Regions from separate parts of the Hordeum vulgare genome. Here region 2 is linked to region 1. The links are chromatin contacts, called in public Hi-C maps. All regions are on one chromosome and are shown on one strand. Each heading gives the region's core, a stretch centred on a gene start, on an enhancer-like site or on the middle of the called end of the contact. The rest is flanking DNA. Distances are from core to core; before and after follow the strand shown. Region 1 has its middle 32 kb from the start of LOC123415836. Region 2 holds the start of LOC123446721 (protein RNA-directed DNA methylation 3).

Evidence for each region. Hi-C and Micro-C count contacts between places; a contact is called where the count stands out from the background.
Region 2: a contact with region 1 is called in a Hi-C map of seedling, with 3 times the contacts expected there. The contact joins the promoter of LOC123446721 here to the enhancer-like site in region 1. A contact is called at or near these places in 3 of 6 Hi-C or Micro-C datasets (leaf and seedling) and 1 of 1 datasets of contacts at active chromatin or transcription factors (embryo).

The regions. Positions count from the first base shown.
Region 1 is chr1H:474,373,598-474,378,322 of MorexV3_pseudomolecules_assembly, reverse strand. No RefSeq gene overlaps it. Among protein-coding and RNA genes, the nearest start is that of LOC123415836, 32 kb to the right of the region's middle. Within about 2 kb of position 1,527, at least 2 of the 3 cell types and tissues checked have open chromatin away from gene starts, as enhancers often do. A contact at or near this core is called in leaf and seedling, where this site is marked.
Region 2 is chr1H:474,541,904-474,546,894 of MorexV3_pseudomolecules_assembly, reverse strand. LOC123446721 (protein RNA-directed DNA methylation 3) reads right to left here and starts at 2,742. Exons shown (of 23, transcript XM_045123279.1): 1 at 2,448-2,742; 2 at 420-658; 3 at 176-331. The coding sequence starts at 2,685.

The DNA of each region.
Region 1 (4,725 bases), core at 278-2,777:
GCCGATCAATTGGTAAACTGCGTTCGAGCAATTAGGGAGCGCTTTCCTTCTTAGGGCTCTTTTGATACAAAGGAATTTCATTGGATTTTTGGAGGATTTGGATCCTTAGGATTTTTTCCTACGATAGTCGTTTGATTCGTAGGATTGAAATCCTTTGGAATTTTTTCATAGGATTCGTTTGTACTACATTTTGAAGAAAAATTTCCATCCACTCAAACCTCTTTGTAGAATTTCTTTGTTTTTCCTGTGTTATCAAACACACTTTTAAATCCTATAATGTAGAAAAGGACATGCCACTTTATTCCTACGTTTTTTTTATTCCTGCATTTTAACAATCCTATGAATCAAAAAGGCTAGCCGGCCCATGAGCGGGGGCGTAAGGAACCTGTTCGGACCTTCAAGGCGTCGAACAAGAGCTCTCGCCGAGAGGTGCTTTTAAGCATCGTGACAGGCTGACAGCTGATCCAGCCGTGTTTGCATAGAACAAAACAGGGAACAAACAAATAAAACTGCATTCATCGGGTCTAGTGGAAGTTGATGCATATAACCAAATAAGTTCATAGCTTTAATCCAGCGTGCTGAACGCAAAACACAAATTTATTTGGGAAACGTTTATACACGGCGTGTCGGCTGAACTGCGATACCCTTTTGCGCAGGTCGCTGTCGCCCTCTCGCGTACTTTCCCCGCGCGCGTCCCTGCGCTGCTGTTGTCGACATTGCCGATCCCTGTCTCCGTCGCAGATCCGTGATGTTCCTTCAAGCTGGCGTGCCTCCCATGTTGGATCTCATCCCGTCGGTCATCATGGAGTCGCATCGGATGCCACCGGTGTTGAAGACGAAAAGCTATGACAAAGACGACGATGCTGCAACTGGCGACGAAAAAAGCTTCAAACCGACGATCAAAAATGCTACAACCGACATTGTCGAAAGCTTCAATCAGAGATGAGGGGAATCAAGGGCCACCCACCATGCAAACTGCGAATGCTGCAACCGGTGATGAAAAAAGTTTCAGCCGTCTAGGAAAAGCTTCAACCGACGATATAAAGAGCTTCAACCGACGAGCGAAATACAAAAAGTTGTAATTGTTGACACAAAAGCTTCAACCATATGTTTGAAAAGCTTCAACCATAGATCAACAAGAAAAGCCTATCATTTTTTATACAACCAGCAAAAAGCTTCAAGCGACATGACAAAGCTTCAACCGTTGTGAAAAAAGCTTCAAGCGTCATGGAAAAAGTTTCAACCAAAATGAAAAAGAGCTTCAAACCGGAGTTCCGGAGGACAAGCGTGTGCATGCACGAGCATCAACAGCGACGAGCGACGACAACAGGGAGAGAGGGATGGGGTGCTCGCGCGGCAGGAGGTCGGAGGCACGCGAGACTATGCGCCGGTGCAGAGCGAGGACGACATGCCACAGCTATCGCAGTCAGATGGCTATCGTCCGACCGGCAGGAGCGCTCGCACCGCCGGCGCATAGCGGTGCCCAGTTTGTTTTCTTTTTTCTGACTCTTCGTCGATCGAAAACTTCGGTGAAGCCCACCAACGAGCGGTCGGCATAAAGCAACGGCCGTTGCTGCGCTCGATGGAAACTGACAACCGAAACTCTGCCTCCCGCCCAAACGAACCTTCTTCCCCCTTCGCCCCCGAAGCCCAAACCAAGAAACGCCGCCCCGTTCTTGATTCCCGATCCCCCCTCAGCGATGGAGCTCTTCAAGGACGCCTGGTGCGTGCGGCTCAGGAGCCACCTGGGCACGTACCTCTGCGCGCTCGACGGCGAGGCCGTCTCCCACGGCTACCGCCGCAACTCCCGCGGCACGGTCTGGGCCGTGGAGCTCGCCGGCGACGACTACGTGCGCCTCCAGGGCCAGCGGGGCCTCTACCTGGGCGCCACCGAGATCCCCGCCGACATACTCGGCCGCGGCCGCGGCACCCGGGCCTGCTGCAGGGTCGTCCAGGGCTCGCCGTCCTGCCCCAACGACAACGCCTTCCTCTGGTCCCCGCTGCGCGAGGGCGAGCACCTCGCGCTGTCCGGTCCCTACGGCCGCCTCCTCCGCGCCAGGTTCGGGCACACGGCGCAGGACAACGCCGTCACCGTCGACCTGGACGCCGACCCGGAGGGGAGCTCCTGGGTGGTCGAGGTCGTCCCGGCCGCGGAGGCGGCGCTGCTGCTGCTGCCCTCGCCGCGGGCCTGCCGCGCCCAGTCCTGCGACGCCCGCTTGGAGGCGATCACGTCGGAGTCCGACACGGCGTCCAGCGTCCTCGCCAGGCTGCGCTCCGCCAAGGTACTCGAACAGAAGCCCGATCGATCCTATCTTATTGCTTGCTTCCTTTCTCCGGTTCTTGCGCAATCCGAAACAAATTTGTTGATTCCTTCGAGAAAGAAGCACCTTCTTGGGTTGACATGGTCGATTCATGCGTATTTGCAAGCCGAATTGTGCCTGTTATTCCTACTTTCTTGAACGCTTCGTCCCGAATTCTTCTCGGGGGAAGAAGACACTTTCTTTGATTCGTGGATTTTGCTCGTGATTGCGCAGGACATGTCTAGTTCACTTGGGGCGGTCGAGGAGGAGCCCCTGTCGATGCCGGCGCCGCGGCTGATCTTCTACAACACCGCCAGGGACGACGGCGGCGTGGACGAGTTCGACGAGGGGACATGGAAGTACTTCTCGTTCAAGGAGCAGAGCCTCGCGGCGCTGCACCGCAGGCTGGCGGAGGAGACCCGGCGCCAGGACTTCGTTGTCTGCCGCAGGACCGGCCCGGGTCTCTTCCCCGTCGTCCTGGACCTCCCTCCCGGCAACAGCCAGATGGAGTTCGTCCTGGTCCCGGCGTCCTCTCCTGCAGGTAAACAATGGGTTCTCTCTGCTCCTTTTGTTCTCTGATTCCCTGCTCTTGTTCAGCTTCTGAACATTTTTTCTGAACCTCTGTTCATTCTGAACATTTTGTTCTTCAGTGCGTATAACTGAAACTTGCGAAGCGATTTTAGTTACATTTTTCTTCTTCTGTGTTTTCAGTGCCAGACGGTATCGTTTAGCATGGATGTGACCAGGCATCGACTATAGGAGAACACGGAGAGAACTTCAGTCCGGTGCGGCGATATGCATTTTCACGGAGTACTGGAACATTCTCGTTTTTACTGTGAAAATTCAGACACTTAGGATGGGGACTTTACCCATTTCTGTTTTTGTTCTGTAGTTGTAGAAAATGACATGGAGTTTAGCTTGAATATAAATGGTAGATGGATAGAATTACAGGAAGGTCAAGTATAGTAGGTACCTTCTTTGGGGGAAGGTCGATGTTGCAATCTTTGGTGATCAATCTCTTGGATTTCAGCGATCGAACTAATATTGGAGCATCTTGTTGCGGAGTTGGCGATATTGTGCATTCTTCTCTTATCCGTAATTCAGTATAATGTGTGGATGCTGGTTCGTTTCTTGTTATGTACTTCCTCCGTTCCTAAATATAAGTCTTTTAAGATGTTTCACTAGAAGACTACATACGGATGTATATAGACATACTTTAAAATATGAATTCATCCATTTTGCTTCGTATGTAGTTATTTAATAAAATCTTTAAAAAGACTTATATTTAGGAACGGAGGGAGTACATTGACAGTGGCACGGGGCATATCCAATGCTGTTGTGGTTCACGCGGGCTCTAGTATGGTTGGAATTTTAGTTTTCTATTTATACTTTGTGTAGGGTTTTGGCCAAAAGCACTCAGATTTTTGTGATAACATCAATTGAATAATCTACTTGGAAATTTCACATCCTGAACCAGTTAAGTAAAAGTATCTTATAAGTGAACAACGGTTGTATTCACACATGAAACTGCATTATTCCTGAAGGGGGAACACTTAACTCTATCATTACCTTATGATATCTACGATATAATGACAACATGCATCTTCCAGATACAGAGGCCGGGGTCATCCTCTTTTTCTAAAAAAAATGATATCAACGATGTATCAGACCTTTCATTCACACCTAAATGTCCAACTTGTTTGTGGGCAAGTACGTTAGATTTGCCTTTTTCTTGTACATCGGGCGTCTTGCGACCTCTGCTCCACCGTTTCTTCGAAAACAGATTGATCTCTCGCCTATCTGTCATTATGATGCACACAACTATATTTATCAAAAAAACTATCATTCATCCATTACAAATAAAGTAAAACCATGACCACAAACCGTGGATAACAAAACTACATGACTCACACACATACTAGGAATAATATGCCCGCAAGGATTCATTTTTCTGGTTTTCTAACTTTTTTATGATGTGATGGTAAGTTGACACGTGTAATTCGGATCAGTACAATACAACTGGTCCGTGAATTCTGCAGTTCGTTCCTGACTTTTCTAGATCAATCCTGGTGGACATGCACCTATCCACGCGTCATCAACGTGACCGAACTAGCCTACCGTCCTACGAAAGTGCCTTTCTGCCCCCGATCTCATTTGAGCTCGATGAACAGTAAAATCAAAAAAATGATATTTTTTAATGAAATTTTTTTTAGACCAACATTGACAAAGTTTAAAGTGTGTATAAAAAATTGGTATGAAATAACATTCCCACAAGACGTGGCAAAGAAAACCAAAATCAATACTTTGAAAATGCGCTTTTCAGAGCATCATTTTTTTTGGCCACACCTTATATTCACACCTAAAAGGGGAGCTTTGCATCAATACCACCTTGTGATATCCACAATCTGTTGGACCTCTCATTCAT
Region 2 (4,991 bases), core at 1,493-3,992, 170 kb before region 1:
AAACGAGACATTTTAAACCTTTAACAAATCCGATATGAAGTATTACCCAATATTATCTGATACCACATAATGTAATGCATAGCTGGATCCTGGATATACATCATCTCATGTTGTTTAAACTGTTCTTGGGGGCATGGATATGTTTATTCTTTAATGGAAGGATCAAATTACATACCTCAGTAACATCACAAGCCTTCTCAGCTTCAACAAAAACAAATCCTCTCACATGATCGAGTGAGAATGCTGAGATAATTGGAACTTTGGTACCAAACTTTTGCAGATCAAGAAACTTCTGCATGAAGCAGAAAGCCATTTGACGCTCCCGCCCAACCTGAAATGCAGCTACACAAATAAGTGTCTAGCTATTAAATGCTAGAAGAACATCATAAACTAAAGTCAAACATCTAGCAATCACAAACCATGCATTTAACCCTCCAGATGATAGGATCTTTCACACCATCCATGGTAGAATCATCATCATCATATCGTTCAGCAGAGCCACCATAACCGGCATATCTCACACGATTAGAGTAACGATCATTGATAAATTGCTCAAGTTCATCACCGCTCAGCTCCTCTTCCTTTACATGTTCAAGAAATGGAAGAGCGTGTGACCTTTCAATTCTTGCACCTTTTGTCCTCCCCGCAGTAAAGAAACCTGCAGTGTTCATCAGTGGGATGACATCAGCAGAAATTGCAAAAGAAAATCAAGCAATGATTGCCCTGAAAATTAAAACAATCATGTGTTCAGATGATGAAGTTAAACTGATCGTTGGAGCCTATAAAGGACAAGAACCTACAACTCCCTAGTAATAGTTCAAAAGAAAAGGTTAACTTTATAACTGATCTATGGACCATGTACATCAAAACCAGTTACTTACAATCACCCCTCTTATTTTTTTAAACGAATAAGAAATAGGGGATGATTTGTGAAGAGGTTTTGCCACATTGGCCACCTTTGTAGCATCCAGAACACTGTCCGCCAAAAATAATAGCTCAAACACTGGACCTACCAGAGGGAGTCATCAGAGTAGAAAGAAACAATAGGGTGGATGAAACAAAGCAAAATTAGGAAATGGATGAGGAGGGCGAGGGGGAAAGTGACCTAGCCAGAGCCGCCAAAGACACTCTCCCTCGATCCTATGTATCTAATCCTAGCTGCACCGGCCCTTCCATCATGCCCCCTGCCTCCTCTCCTCTTTTCCACCCTCTCCCCTCGCCTCCCACCATCTATCCCTTTCTCTTCCCTTGCCATCTTATTTTTCCCACTCCCCCTTTTTAGCTTTACCACAGCGAAAAAGGCAGGGCAGCAACCCCAGACACCTTGATACCTGATCGACCATAAGGTGACAACTTATAAAGTTATAAACATAGTCCTCACTACGCACAACAAAACCCAGCAGATGAAACTAACTATAAATATTATTCACTCATTGGTTACTGGAAAATATATGAACGAAAAAAAAAATGTCACCCTTATACAGTCCGAGGTTATTTGATATTTTTATGAACAAGGGCAAGTGCACAAACATGAATTTAATAATGTTGCCCCGCGTGTCCTTGTAAAAAGTTGCAAACCTGCAGAATGTTGATATGTGCCCCTAAATGTGTGTCATCATTGTAAAAGGAAAACTCCAATGACCTCTAACATGTCTGACTTAGTAACTCACAACAAACTTCATACAAAACAACTTGGTTAAGACCTACTTCCGATGTAACTTAAAACCATTGTAGTGGTTCATGTAAAATCCAAACTAGTGTGCAAACCATCAACGACACATATAATACAATAAAAGACATGCCCTATCCCTGATGGCTAATGCAATGGTCAGCAAGTCAATGCCGCCTAGAAGCACAACTTACTTGTGCGCCATTAAACTAATATTGTCAAGTGAGCTTTCTTAACAGGCAGTTTTCAAGCAAAAGGAGAAGCAACAAATCCCAACCCCACTTTGTAGTCCTACCTCGCCAATAAACATATTATCGTTTTACCTCCCCAGATCACCTGCTAGAAACCTTCCATTCCCAAAAGAAAAATGCAATGCCTGCTAAGCACCTGTACATGCATCATTATTATTTATTAACACCGAAAAAACGAGAACTTCTGGATTTCTATTCGCTGGGATCCCAGGCCCGGGTTCTGCAACATCTAAAGTGTAACCTTGGGGAATAGGCGGAAATTTGAGACAGATGTCAGCCTATCAAAAGGTTCCTACTGTTCAAGGGTGGGGAAAGAAAAAACCCAACCAACAAAATCCCACCGAAGCCGAACAAAAAACACCCAATCAACACATACACCTAACGGAGACATCGAAGCACAACACAGAGGACCGGGGCCGCGTTGTTCCGAACCCTAAACCCCCAACCGAACCAACGAATCGATGCCACCGAACGAACGCTGGTATGTCCGCCGCCTCGGGAAAACCGATCGATCCGTGGTTCCGTACCGTCGTCGAGGTCGTCCTGTAACTCCTCCGCCTCCTCCTCCTCCTCTTCCTCCTCCTCCTCCTCCTCCTCGTACCCGTCGTCGACGCCGGCGGCGTCGTCGACGAACTGGAGGACGCCGGAGCCGCCGCGGCGGCGCTTGGCGGAGGAGGATGAGGGGCCGGCGCCGCGCCGCTTGGAGCCGGAGGAGGATCCCGGGTCGTCGGAAGCGATCTGCTTGCCCTTCCCCTTCACCGCCATGGTGGGGGGCGGAGGGGATCGCGCAGCGAGTGTGGGGGGAGAGAGTGGGGAATGGGGTGGGGAGGAGGTACGGCAGGTGTCGAGGAGGGGAGGGTTTTAACCCAGGAGACCCCCAGGAGCCCCCTCCGAGGTGTGACTATTTCCGGATGGCCCCCTCGCTTTGTCCGTAATTGCGCATTGTGGGGAGGGAACAAGCGATGGTGGTGGGTGATGCGACCGTGCGGGTTGTGCGTGAGCAAAGATTCTACTCCCTCCGTTCGTAAATATAGGGTTTTTTTTAGAGATTGTACTAGTGGTCTACATACGAAACAAAATGAGTGAATCTACGTTTTAAAATATGTCTATATACATCCGTATGTAGTCCTTTAATGAAATCTCTAAAACTACTTGTATTTAGGAACGGAGGGAGTATGCCGGTTGTGTAAAAAAAAAATCTATGCGGTCCCTAAAGTTAAGGCTGCCCGTAATGGTAGTATCATGCATGACAACTAGGCAATTTCGATGAGGTGGCATAGAATTAAATGAAAAAAGAGAGGGTTGAGTATCATATCATGATACCGTATCATATTAAATGATGTGTTACTATGTGTCTTGCATGACAATAAATGAACTGCCTTATGATACTAACATATGATACTATGCATTACGGATGTGCTATCATAGACTAGTATCATGCATATGATACTACCCATTACAACCAGCCTAAGGGACGGATAAAACCAAGCCCTCGTAGCCACCGCAGCTCAAGGTTGTCGAACCCGATTTGCAACGCAAACATGGTGGTTGGATCGTGGGTTTGATGTGACTCGGTCATCGGATTTTCATCGGTGTGCTATGAATCGTCGATTAAAAATAGTTTTCTATAATATCTCAGTCCTCATCGGGTCATTTTCGTAATTCACCAGAAAGTATATGCAAGGCTCGAATGTTCGCGATGGAAAACCTAGCCGCCTCCTCTCCCTCTCTCTCAAACCCTAAACCAACCCTTCCTCATCTCCCAATTCCTTCTCTCTACATCTAAACTAGTTGTCGCCTCGAGCCCACACCGTCAATCTCCCCTCCCCCAACCCCAGCACCGCCCCCGTTGTCCCTCCTATCAGCGTTGGCGCCCACCGTTGTTGTCTCACCTTCTCGGACAGGTGAACACTACTAGGGAAACCTTATACACAAAACATTAACAGCAACGCTGGATAAAACAGGGTGCCACTGCTACATATCAGTAGCGCGCGTCTACTAGAAACACGCTACTACTAATATTGCCCCACCGTTTTCGACAGGCTAGATTTAGTAGTAGCGTGCCCCAGATACCGGCGCTACAGCTAAAAGAATAGTAGTAGCGCGCCCAAATATCGGCGCTACAGCTAAAAGAATAGTAGTAGCGCGCCCAGATACCGACGTTGCTGCTAAAAGAATAGTAGTACCGTGTTTTTTCGACCCGCGCTGCTGCTAAGTGGGCATGCACTTATCGTCTTCGTCGCCCCCGCACGCCCCTCTCTCTCACTCTCTCCCTCTCCATGCTCTGCGCCGCCGCCCCTCACTCCCTCCCTCTCCACTCTGCGTCATCGCCCCGCCCCTCACTCCCTCCCTCTTCCCCTCCTCACCTCTCCCTCTCCACTCTGCATCGTCGCCCCGCCCCTCACTCCCTACCTTCCTCCCTCCTCACTCTCTCATCTCCACTCTGCGTCGCCGCCACCATAGGTCCTCCCCGACGACCTCGCCCCCAGCCCCGACCCCGACCTCGACCCCGGTCCCGACCCCGACCTCGACCCCCGCGACCTTGACCCCTGCCCCGACCCCGACACCGACCCAAGCCTCTGGTGAGACATCCCACGCCTAGGGTTCTTGCTAGGATTCTTGCTAGGGGCTAGTTGATGCCCCGAACGTTGTTGCAGAATTTTTTGCAAAATATATATATTGTGTTTTATTATTGTATATTTGGTGTCATACTTGCATGTTGAGAAAAATAGGTAGTGGGCGATGTTGGAAATATGCCCTAGAGGCAATAATAAAATGGTTATTATCATATTTCCTTGTTCATGATAATCGTCTATTGTTCATGCTATAATTGTATTAACAGGAAACAATAATACATGTGTGAATAAATAGATCACAATGTGTCCCTAGCAAGCCTCTAGTTGGCTAGCTCGTTAGTCAATAGATGATCATGGTTTCCTGATCATGGGCATTAGATGTCATTGATAACGGGATCACATCATTGGGAGAATGATGTGATGGACAAGACCCAATCCTAAGCCTAGCACTAGATCGTATTGTTCGTATGCTAATGCTTTTCTAATGTCAAGTAT